2 separate regions of the Mus musculus genome follow, and region 1 is linked to region 2. The links are chromatin contacts, called in public HiChIP or PLAC-seq maps. All regions are on one chromosome and are shown on one strand. The core of a region is the stretch at or near the end of the contact, and the rest is flanking DNA. Distances in the headings are between cores, read along the strand shown.

Region 1 (4,830 bases), core at 154-2,653, 87 kb after region 2:
GTGTGTGTGTGTGTGTGTGTCTGTGTATGGGGGCGAGTGCGTCTGGCATTTGTGTAGAGATCCGAGAATAACTTCATAGAGTTGGTTCTTTCCTTCCTTCTGTTTGTGGGATCAGGGGTTGAACTCAGACTCGGGGTTGGTGAGGCAGGCACCTTTACCCACTGACCTATCTTGCTGGCCCAATAAACACATCTTAGAGGAGAATTTTAGAAGAGCAAGAAGAGCTTGAAGTCGTAGTCCCCCGGATTCTCCATTTCCTAATTGTGACAATTTTTGTATAGAATCTGCCTGCTTCCATATTAACACATTAAAGGCTATTTTTGATATATTCTGTAATTATATAGAAACAGAGCCATGTGTGACATTTTATTTACTTTGACGCAAAGCACCAACATGCAATAGTAAAGTTAGAAGCTCCGGCTTTTGTCTGTTACCAGTTGCTCCTGAGGGTGAGTGGCAGTTCATGGTTGAGGCTAACTGTTCTTCTTTCTCTCTGCAGCCATCACTTCATCAAGCCGATAATGTTCGTGGAACCCGCCACCATGGGCTGGTGGAGAGGCCAGCCCGGAACCGCTTCCACCCCCTTCACCGAAGGTCTGGGGACAAGCCAGGGAGACAGATATCCTTTTTCCCTGTCTGAGGAGAGTGTGTTTTGAAATGATTGAGAAATGGCCGGGATTTATCTCCCTGTGGTTCCCCTGTGGCCTCAGAGCTTCATCTGATCTGCAGAGAGGAAGCAATAAAAGTAACAGAGTTTAAAACTGTAAACATCCCTACAGCCAGACTGGGAAGAGCTCGGTCGTTGGTTATGAGAGCGTCGGTAAAGTTCCGTTGACTAGAACAGAACATAAGCATTCAGTTCTGGTGGACAAGGCATCTTTGACGTTTTCTTCAGAAATCAGCAGTATTAAGCTTGACTTTGAATCAACTAGAGAGATGTAGGCTGTCTAGCCAAACCCAGGCAGATCCATGTGTTTGTGTTTTGTTGACCTGATGACCTGCTTTTGGAACTGAAAGAGGAAATCTTACAAGACTGTCTGTCTGTCTAGTCTCAGACTCAGTAAATGACAGGTAAGATGTAAAGTGGGCGTTTAGGAAGCCTCCTAAACAGAGATGTACCAGCGCACTCTGTGTGGCTGAGTAATGAAGAAAGGAGCTGTGAGCCCGACCGGCTGAGCTCAGCACTGTCTGTTGGGAGTCGGACAGGGGCCAGGCTAGGGTGGCTTTCTGAGTGGGGCCAGCACAGTACTGAGGGTTGGGGCAGACAAACCTGAGCCTGCTGGTTAGGACAAGGAGAGGCAGAAGTGAGGAAGCTTCTCTCACTTCACTGAGCTCAGGACAAGCCTGGCGGAGGAAGGAGCAGATGGGCGGGGCGAGTCTCCCTGCAGAGAGCTGATTCCTGGCAGTGATGGCAGAGTTGGCTTCATAAGCTTAGAAACCAGGAAGTGGGGGAGGGCACTCATGTTTACTGAGCACCTACCCATGCCAGACACTGTGCTAGGCAATTTATATGTCATTTAGTCCTCAGAATTCAATGAGTCGTTTGTTTTTTAACCCTCAGTTTTCCCACGAGAAAACTAAGATATCAGAGTAAGTTGCCCAAGAGTCCACTGCTGCGACTCATGTAGCCCAGGCTCGTCCACTCAGTGGCCATGCTAACATATGCAGGAGAATACTCCTGTGAGGAACAGCAGGGATGTAGAGAGGAAGCCCAGCTTTCCTGGCCATCATGGCCTCTAGGTCTCTCTCTGCTGAGAGGTGAGGACAGTGGTTCTGGGGAGTGTTGACTTCTCCCAGCTCTCCCCACTGGACAGATCCAGCCCACAGGGCTGCAGTGACTTCTAGTTCTCTCTGTTACATGGTGTCCGTCAGGGCACATAAGAATGATGTAGGATCGTGGGAATTCCTTCCCACACTTCATGTAGAATGTAGAGGGTAAAGGGAAGCAGTTTATCTAACGAGCACATCTGATGTGGAGTGGCACACCGAGCGATTGTCCAAATGGCTTGGAATCCTCTAGCAAACAACCAGATGTTTCTCTGCCTGATTGAACTGTGCAGGGGCTGGAGTGTGCAGCTCAGTGGTAGGTGCTTGCCTAGCATTCTTGAGGGTTTGGGTTCAAGAAAAAAAATTTCCCTGGTAGCGTGGCTCAGTGGCAGAGCCTTATGGCTTGTGCACAGCCTAGGGTTCATTCTCAGCATGAAGAAGGAAAAGACTGGAAGGAGGGGGAAGGGAAAGAGAGAAAAGGGAAGAAAAGGGGTAGGGGGAGAGAGAGATGGAGAGAGAGAGAGAGAGAGAGAGAGAGAGAGAGAGAGACACGGACGGGAGAGAGAAGGGGATTGAGGCTTAAAGGTTAAGAAAGAAGTAGGGTGTGATGTGTCCACTCACTAAACACACATGGAGACCCTTTCCTGGACCAGGCAATGTCTTAGGCACAGAGCTCAAAGTGATGAAGGGGATATCAACCCTGTATTTTTGAGTTTTACAGTCCTTTGGGAGACGGTGGACAGCTAAGAGGCAAATAGTAATAATTAATTAATTAAGGAAAATAACTTCAGATAGTATCTTAGTTACTTTTCTAGTTCTGTGATAAGACACCATGTCCAAGGAAAATTATAGAAGAAAGAGTTTATTAGGGGCTTAGAGTCCATGACATCATTGTGGGGAGCATGGCAGAAAGCATGCTGGCAGGCATGGCACTGGAGCGATAGCTGGGCACTCACATCCTGAGACACAACCTCAAAGCAGAGACAGCTAACTGGGAATGTCTTCTGAAACCTCAAAGTCCACCCCTACCCAGTGACACCTCCTACAACAAGGCCACGCCTCCTAATCTTTCCTAACTAGTTCTACCAACTAGAGACCAAGTATTCAAACATGAGAGGCTATGAGGGCTGTTCTCATTCAAGTCACCATAGATAGTATATTCAAGAACTTAGCAGTTCCCAGGAAATGTTCTGACATTGGGAATGGAACAGGTAAAGTCCTAGGAAGGACTGTACTGCGTGTTCAGGGAACCTGTCTCATTCTGGGCAATACATCCTAGAGGATGGCCTGGCTCTGAATCAGTTTGTAAGAGCATTAGCAAAGCTTGCCAGCTCCCAGGGAAAGGAAAAACCAAACAGATATGCAGAGAAAGTTGTTGAGCGCAGAGTGTGATCTGATTCACTGATCATGAGCTGTCTCTCTGCGATTGTTTCCTAAGCCCCTAGTTGGGATTCTGGGCCTGGACCTGTGCTGATATACAGAAGTTCGCTAGCCTAGGGGCGTCACTAATGAACTAATAAGTCCTGTGTGAGGAGTCAAAAGGCTGGGCAGCAAGTGACAAGTGACAGGAAGGACAGTTTGACACCTCAGCTGGTGACTTACTCAGAGTTTGCAGGGAGACAGAGGCCTTCTTGGCTTTTCTGGTGTGTATGCTGTTAGCTATGAAACAGCTCACTTTAAACTCCTGCCTTTCATATTTGTCTATGGTACCAGTCTAATTTTTAAGAATTATCTTTTTTTAAGATTTATTTATTTATTATATGTAAGTACACTGTAGCTGTCTTCAGACACTCCAGAGGAGGGCTTCAGATCTCATTACGGAGGGTTGTGAGCCACCATGTGGTTGCTGGGATTTGAACTCAAGACCTTCGGAAGAGCATTCAGTGCTCTTACCTGCTGAGCCATCTCACTAGTCCCAAGAATTATCTTTTATGCATATTGTATTTTGCCTGCATGTTTGTCTGTGCACATATATGTATCTGGTCCCTATAGAAGTTAGAAGATGTGAGATTTCCTGAAACTGTAGTCACAGACAGTTGTGAGCCACCATGTGAAACCAAATTAGGTTCTCTGGAAGACCAGCCAGTGCTCTTAGCCTCTGAGCCATCTCTCCAGCTCACAAGTTTTACCATTTTAAAAGCCAGAAAACTGGTTTGAATCTTTGTTGGTATAAATAGAAGAAAAAAAGATGTATTCAGGATTTTCTTCTTGTGGGTATTGTTTTGGGGTCGGCAGACTTGCTAAGATAAGAGATTGGTCCCAAATAAAATGAGCATTGTCAACAAATACTCCAGCTTCCTGCCAGAGTGGGCAGCCCCGTCCCGCAGGAGATTCCTTCTGCAGTAGGCCGAGTTCTTGGCACGTACGGCTACCACAAAGCCAGGGCTTGCCACAAGGGGACCCTGGTTGACCCCTGCCACATGCAGGCACAGCAGAGGCACCACAAAGGCTATTCCTGGCCTGGGAGCTTAGTCCAGAAGTTAGACCTTTAGGCAGCAGTCCATGCCCTTAGCAGCCACCCTACCCCCACCCCACCTCTACTCCACGCCCTTCTTCTTTGATGGTAGCAAACTTGCTCCAACTCAAACACCATTTTATCGAGTTTCTGAACTATTTCCATACATTGACAGCACGTGACTATTCTCTGGTCTGTAAGTGATGTATTAAAAGAGGACACACTAGCAATGCCATCTTTTAAGAGGTGTGCTGTTTGAAAGGGAGAAACACGTGTTAGGAAAGTTCTCAACAGAGTTGGGCACCCTGGCCTGAGTAGTCTAGAGAATCCTGCCTGTGGCCCTGGGAGTTGGGAGCTGCTCTGCTCTGCAGCGGGCCTTGCTTTGACTGATCTTGTCACACAGGATGGACATTTTACAACATGGGACATTGTTCTTTGAGATCATAACCTGTTAAATCCCCTACCTGCTGTTAGCGTCTTATGGTATATAGGAAGGCTCTGAGAAGCTCTGGAGTTAATAAATGTCTATCTTCATCAGGATTGCAAAACTTGTGCTGCCTTAAAACCCAATTCTTATGTAACATTCCTATCAGAGGCAGAGACACTGG
Region 2 (4,975 bases), core at 1,374-3,873:
GTTTTTGTGTGGTTGTTCTGACATTTGCAGTCCCCCAGTCTCTGACCTAGATTCTTCCCGTCTGTCTGTCATCATTTCCCACTAATCTTCCTGTGCCCCTCTGTTTGCATCTCTTCTCTCTCATTTGCTGCTATGGGCATAGACACTAAAAGACTTACCAAGTGCATTCACACTAATTACTGCACAAAGCAATTATCCGTAGGAAGGAGGCGTTCCAAGCAGGTAAGGTGAAACCACCCCGTTTCTGAGCACGGATGCTGTGAGCGCTCCTTTATCCCCTTGGAGACCTCTTGGGCACCCTTACTGGTTCTTCACTGTCTGTAGTGGGCCACAGCTCTACGGAGCTCTGCAGATGTGGAGTGATTGCTCTGTTCTCCTGGGGAGCAGCATAATCGTACTTATTGCTGGTGCTGTGTGGTTTCCTGCCTAGGGCCGTGTGTACTCATCCTTAAGTACATACATTCTCAGTCCAGTAAAGCAACCTTGCTGACCCCTCTGCTTCCTCACTCATCTCTCACAATCCTCAAACACCCTCCCCTTCCCCAAGAACTGGGTTTCTCTGTGTAGCCCTGGGTATCCTGGAACTCACTCTGTAGACCAGGCTGGTCTCAAGACTCAGGTATCTCCCTGCCTCTGCCTCCCGAGTGCTGGGATGGCAGGTGTGCGCCACCACACCCTGCTCCTTTTCTCACTGACTTTTGACTGTTGCTTCAGGGCGGGGCCATCTGGTCTCACCATTTCAGGCTTTGGTGGCCTTCTCATGGGCCGTCTTGGAACAAATTGCAAGTGCTTCAGGGAGGGGTGACCATTTCTCTCTCCAGGTGTCAAAGCAGACACCACAGCAGGATGCTTTTGCCAATGGCGCTGCCGCTCCAGGCGAACTTAGGTCCAGAATCTACCCCTAGTGCCCCCTCCCCCATCTCAGAGTCTCATTACCTAAAAACTCAAAGCTCACACATACGGTGTTGTGTTTCAACAGATTTAAAAATGTTATCTTCGAAATTGGTCCAACAGAAGAAGTTGGAGACTTTGAAGTAAAAGCCAAGTTCATGGGAGTTCAGATGGAGACTTTCATGTTGCATTATCAGGTGGGTGTGCACAGGCTCAGGCGTGACGCTCTCCGATGAGGTGGGAGAAAAGATAAGGGAAAGCCTTTGGGGAGAGCTTTGTGTATTCAGAGAGCTCGGTGGGCGCCTAGTTGGGAGAAGCTAAGGGCTTGGGGAGTTGGGTGTGGTCTGTGTCCTCTGAGAGTCGTCCTGTGCGGATGCTTTAGAGTGCTCTGACACCTGAATCTTCACTCCAGCCCTGATGAGCTGGTGCCCTGGCCTTGAAGGAGGTACCTAACCACCAGTGTTAGCAGTAAGAGATTCTTTGCTGCTCTGTACTTGAAATCTCTCTTTGTTTTCATTTTTATTTGATATGGATACCTTTTGTTAGGGATATTACTAAAATTTGTGAACACATTGCCTCGTTGTAACTCTGAATCACATTTTAAATTCAAAATTAACTCTGTAGCCGTTTTATAACGTAGCTGCCCCTAATTTATTTTTAAGTTTCTTTTTTTTTTCTTTCTGGTGCTTACATTTGACCCTCAGCATTGTGCTTGCAGGCTGTTTCCCACTGAGTTCAATTTCCAACCCCAAATACCTGATTTTGGGGAGTGGGAGGAATCTTATGTAGCCCAAACTATCCTCAAATCCACTATGTAGTTGAGTCTGGCCTTGAACACTTGACTCTCCTGTTTCTCCCAAATGCTGGGATTATAGATATGTGCCACCATGCCGAGCTGCCTAAATATCTATTTTTGCACATTAAAAAATGTACCAAATAAGGATGGTGACACGCACCAGTAATCCAGCTCTCAGGAGACAGAGGCAAGAAGATTCAGAGTTTGAGGCCAGCCTGGACTTCATTGTAATTCCTGGCCAGCCTGTATAGTGAAAGCAATCTTCAAAATCCAAAGCCAGAAATAATCAGACAATTGAAAGGATTCATGAGCGGTGTCCAGACCCAACTATGTGTGTACCACATAGTAGACCTCTTACGGTTTTTGTTGGTTGGTTTCTTTTTCTTTTCTTTTTTTTTTTTTTAAAGATTTATGTATTTATGTATGTAGCTGTCTTCAGACACACACCAGAAGAGGGCATCAGATCCTATTACAGAAGGTTGTGAGCCACCATGTGGTTGCTGGGAATTGAACTCAGAACCTCTAGAAGAGCAGTCAGTGCTCCTAACCAGTGAGTGACCTCTTCAGCCTGGTTGGCTCATTTCTTTTGCAGTGCTGAGAATCAAACTTTGAGCCTCACACATGCTCTACTGCCAAACTGCTCTTCCATGTCTTGCCACACCCTGCCTTGCTTGCCACTGCCGTGGTCTAGCAAACCAGGCTGGTGCCTCTCTGTGAGCAAGCGTTCCGCCTTCTGCACAGGATGCTCTCCCCTCCTGGAATCAGCCTCCCTCCCTCTGCTCCCTACCTGCCTCCTGCCTCCATCAAACAGTGAGCACTGGCCCGCGCTGCCCCCCTACAGCCGCAGTGATGGCCCTTCCCCTTGACTCAGCAGCCCTGAGACATCCTCTGTTGACAGTGCGAGCTGACTCATTTCCCTGCCACCCCCAAAACTGGGAACTCCTAAGACAGTATGTCTTAGTCATCTGTACCTCCCTGTTGGTAACCAGTAGTCTCTCAGCGCATATTAATTCAGTAACTGTGAAAGGATTTCTTCACACACTGTAACTAAGCATACTGCATACAGTCCCTATTCCATTGGTTTCACTGCCAGTGCAGGCCAACCAGTCTGCTAAGGAGACTGTACACTGCTGCTCGGATTCAGGAACTGGTCTGCCTCATAGGTGCCTGGGGTTAGGGTTAGGCTAGGCAGAGAGGACACACCATGGTCCCCATCCTTGGGACACTGCGGTCCCTTCATGCCCTTCCTCACCACCACTCACCAGTTTAGTGGTAGTGACGACAGTGCTGTCGTAAGCCGCCAGGACTGCAGAGAACATTAGAAAACAGCCGATCATACCGATCACCCCAGAGCCAGCTCTTTCCTGATGGCCTTGCCACCCAACACTTTGAGCCTCAGCAGCTCATCTCTAAAGTTCAGATAATTATGCTTCATAAGGTTTTTGTAATGCCTTGAAAAAATAGTGTGTAAGGTGCCTAACCGAGGCCACACACAGGCTCGGTGCTGGATGGTTGCTCCTCCTGTTGTACTTGCATTTACGTTAGACAACCTTTCTCATGCGGAGTTGAAGTTGGAGTCATATTCAGTTTACAAGAGACCCTGGGCTCAGTCTCCTAAAAACAAAGGACTCCAGTAGACTGCAGAGCTGGAGATGTAGTTCTGTTGGTAGAATGCTTGTTTGGCAGGCACAAACCCCTGGGTTTGATCTCAGCACTGTAGAAACTGAGCCAGGCAGCACATACCTGTCATCCCACCATGGGGTCAGGAGTATTCGGTCAGCCTGTGCAAAAGTGCCAGGGGTGGAGGCGGGGCGGGGGCAGAGCAACTGGTAGGTACTGAGACATTACAGGTCATTCTCATTTTCATTTCTCATTCTCATTGGCATATTTCATAAATTGAAATGCCTTTACTTTTTCTATGTGTATTAAAACCTCTAACCTACATCTGAAACAATGGGGAAATGCCATCATAACTTCTTTTTGATTAATCATTCCTTTACATTTCAAATCATATCCCCCTTCCAGTTACCCCTCAACAAATCCCATCCCATCTCCCCTCTCCCCTCTCCACCCTCCCCTTTGCCTCTTGAGGATGATGCTTCACCCACTCATCCATGCCCTGCTCACTGCTCCAGCGGCCCCTACCGTTGTAACTTTTGAAATAAGCTTTAAATGTATTTTAACTGAACATAACTCCTAATTTCCCTTTGTGTTTAGAATCTTTTACTATAAACTAAATGATAACCTAAGACTAAGTTGTAGGCTCCCTGTTGCTCCAGCACCCAGGGTAGCTGGCCCCAGGGCAGTCGTGCCCCGTAAAGCTCTGCACTGAGAAGTGTGTCTGACCTGCTGCACCATTTCACACCTGGCACAGAAGTCCTGCCTCTCCTCTCCTGGATCGTGGGGTCCTTCCTTTTCTTGTTCTGGATTCGATGGTGAAATTGTTTTGTTTTGTTTTTTAAACAGGACTTGCTGCAGCTACAGTATGAAGGAGTTGCAGTTATGAAATTATTTGATAGAGCTAAAGTGAATGTCAACCTCCTGATCTTCCTTCTCAACAAAAAGTTCTATGGGAAGTAATGGGTCGCTCGCCGCCCAGAAGAGTTAACAAAAAACGGCAGCACCTCACGGCTGTCTTTCTAGGATCCTCCATTATTCCTTAGAAGCAAGGACCTGGTCCAGTGGCGGTGCCTCAGTTCACACTCCCTCTGACGGACGGACGGACGTCAGTGCCCTCTCCCTTCTCCTTGTGAAGCCATAAGCCTGACTTCCCCTCAGCCCTGCTCCCTCATTTTCTCTCATCATGTAGGAAAGAGTGGGACCCCCTCCCAACCCCTTTCTGTTAAAGCCTCCTAAGTGGTCATTACTACTTTGTAGACATTGGTATTTGTTTTACTTAGCAATAAGAATGGTGAAATTCAAATTCTCGTTTAGAAGTGAAAGCTGTCAGGTTGATAGCAAGCATGCACATCAAATTCACCAGAAGTACAACCCATCGGCGCAGTCAGAGGATGGAGTCTGATGTCTTCCGGCTGCTGCCTTTGTGGGCAGAGCTAATCCAAGTTACTGTTCTCTGTTCAAATGAAGCAGCTTCAGGAGAAAAAGAGCAATTACTTTTGAATTCTCCAATAAATCTGGACAATGCCGTTAGCGAAGAGCCCTTCCTGGTGAAGGCAAACCCATGGTCACAGCAGGCCATTTAGAGACTGAGTGGGCGGGGCACTTACCATCCCTTCCACAAAGGATAGCTTCCCCCAGCTCAAAATGTAACTGTTTCTAAACTGTATT

The links. HiChIP or PLAC-seq counts read pairs in DNA pulled down with a chosen protein or histone mark.
Region 1: an H3K4me3 HiChIP or PLAC-seq map of bone marrow-derived macrophages shows a contact between it and region 2, with 3 times the contacts expected there. The contact joins two enhancer-like sites. A contact is called at or near these places in 2 of 39 promoter capture datasets (the C10 cell line and embryonic stem cells), 1 of 15 datasets of contacts at CTCF or cohesin (CD8 T cells), 10 of 484 Hi-C or Micro-C datasets (CD4 single positive thymocytes, the G1E-ER4 cell line, bone marrow-derived DN2 thymocytes and 7 more), 4 of 115 datasets of contacts at active chromatin or transcription factors (bone marrow-derived macrophages, effector CD8 T cells, large pre-B cells and 1 more) and 1 of 9 other capture datasets (adipose tissue).

The regions. Positions count from the first base shown.
Region 1 is chr7:80,625,409-80,630,238 of GRCm38.p6, reverse strand. It overlaps Crtc3 (CREB regulated transcription coactivator 3), which reads left to right. Exons shown (of 15, transcript NM_173863.2): 3 at 500-619. Among named protein-coding and RNA genes, the nearest start is that of Gm15880, 8.2 kb to the left of the region's middle. Within about 2 kb of position 1,403, at least 231 of the 459 cell types and tissues checked have an H3K27ac peak or open chromatin away from gene starts, as enhancers often do. A contact at or near this core is called in CD8 T cells, the G1E-ER4 cell line, bone marrow-derived macrophages and 1 more, where this site is marked.
Region 2 is chr7:80,713,124-80,718,098 of GRCm38.p6, reverse strand. It overlaps Iqgap1 (IQ motif containing GTPase activating protein 1), which reads left to right. Exons shown (of 38, transcript NM_016721.2): 37 at 980-1,088; 38 at 4,154-4,975. The coding sequence ends at 4,267. Among named protein-coding and RNA genes, the nearest start is that of Crtc3, 27 kb to the right of the region's middle. Within about 2 kb of position 2,623, at least 105 of the 459 cell types and tissues checked have an H3K27ac peak or open chromatin away from gene starts, as enhancers often do. A contact at or near this core is called in CD8 T cells, the G1E-ER4 cell line, bone marrow-derived macrophages and 1 more, where this site is marked.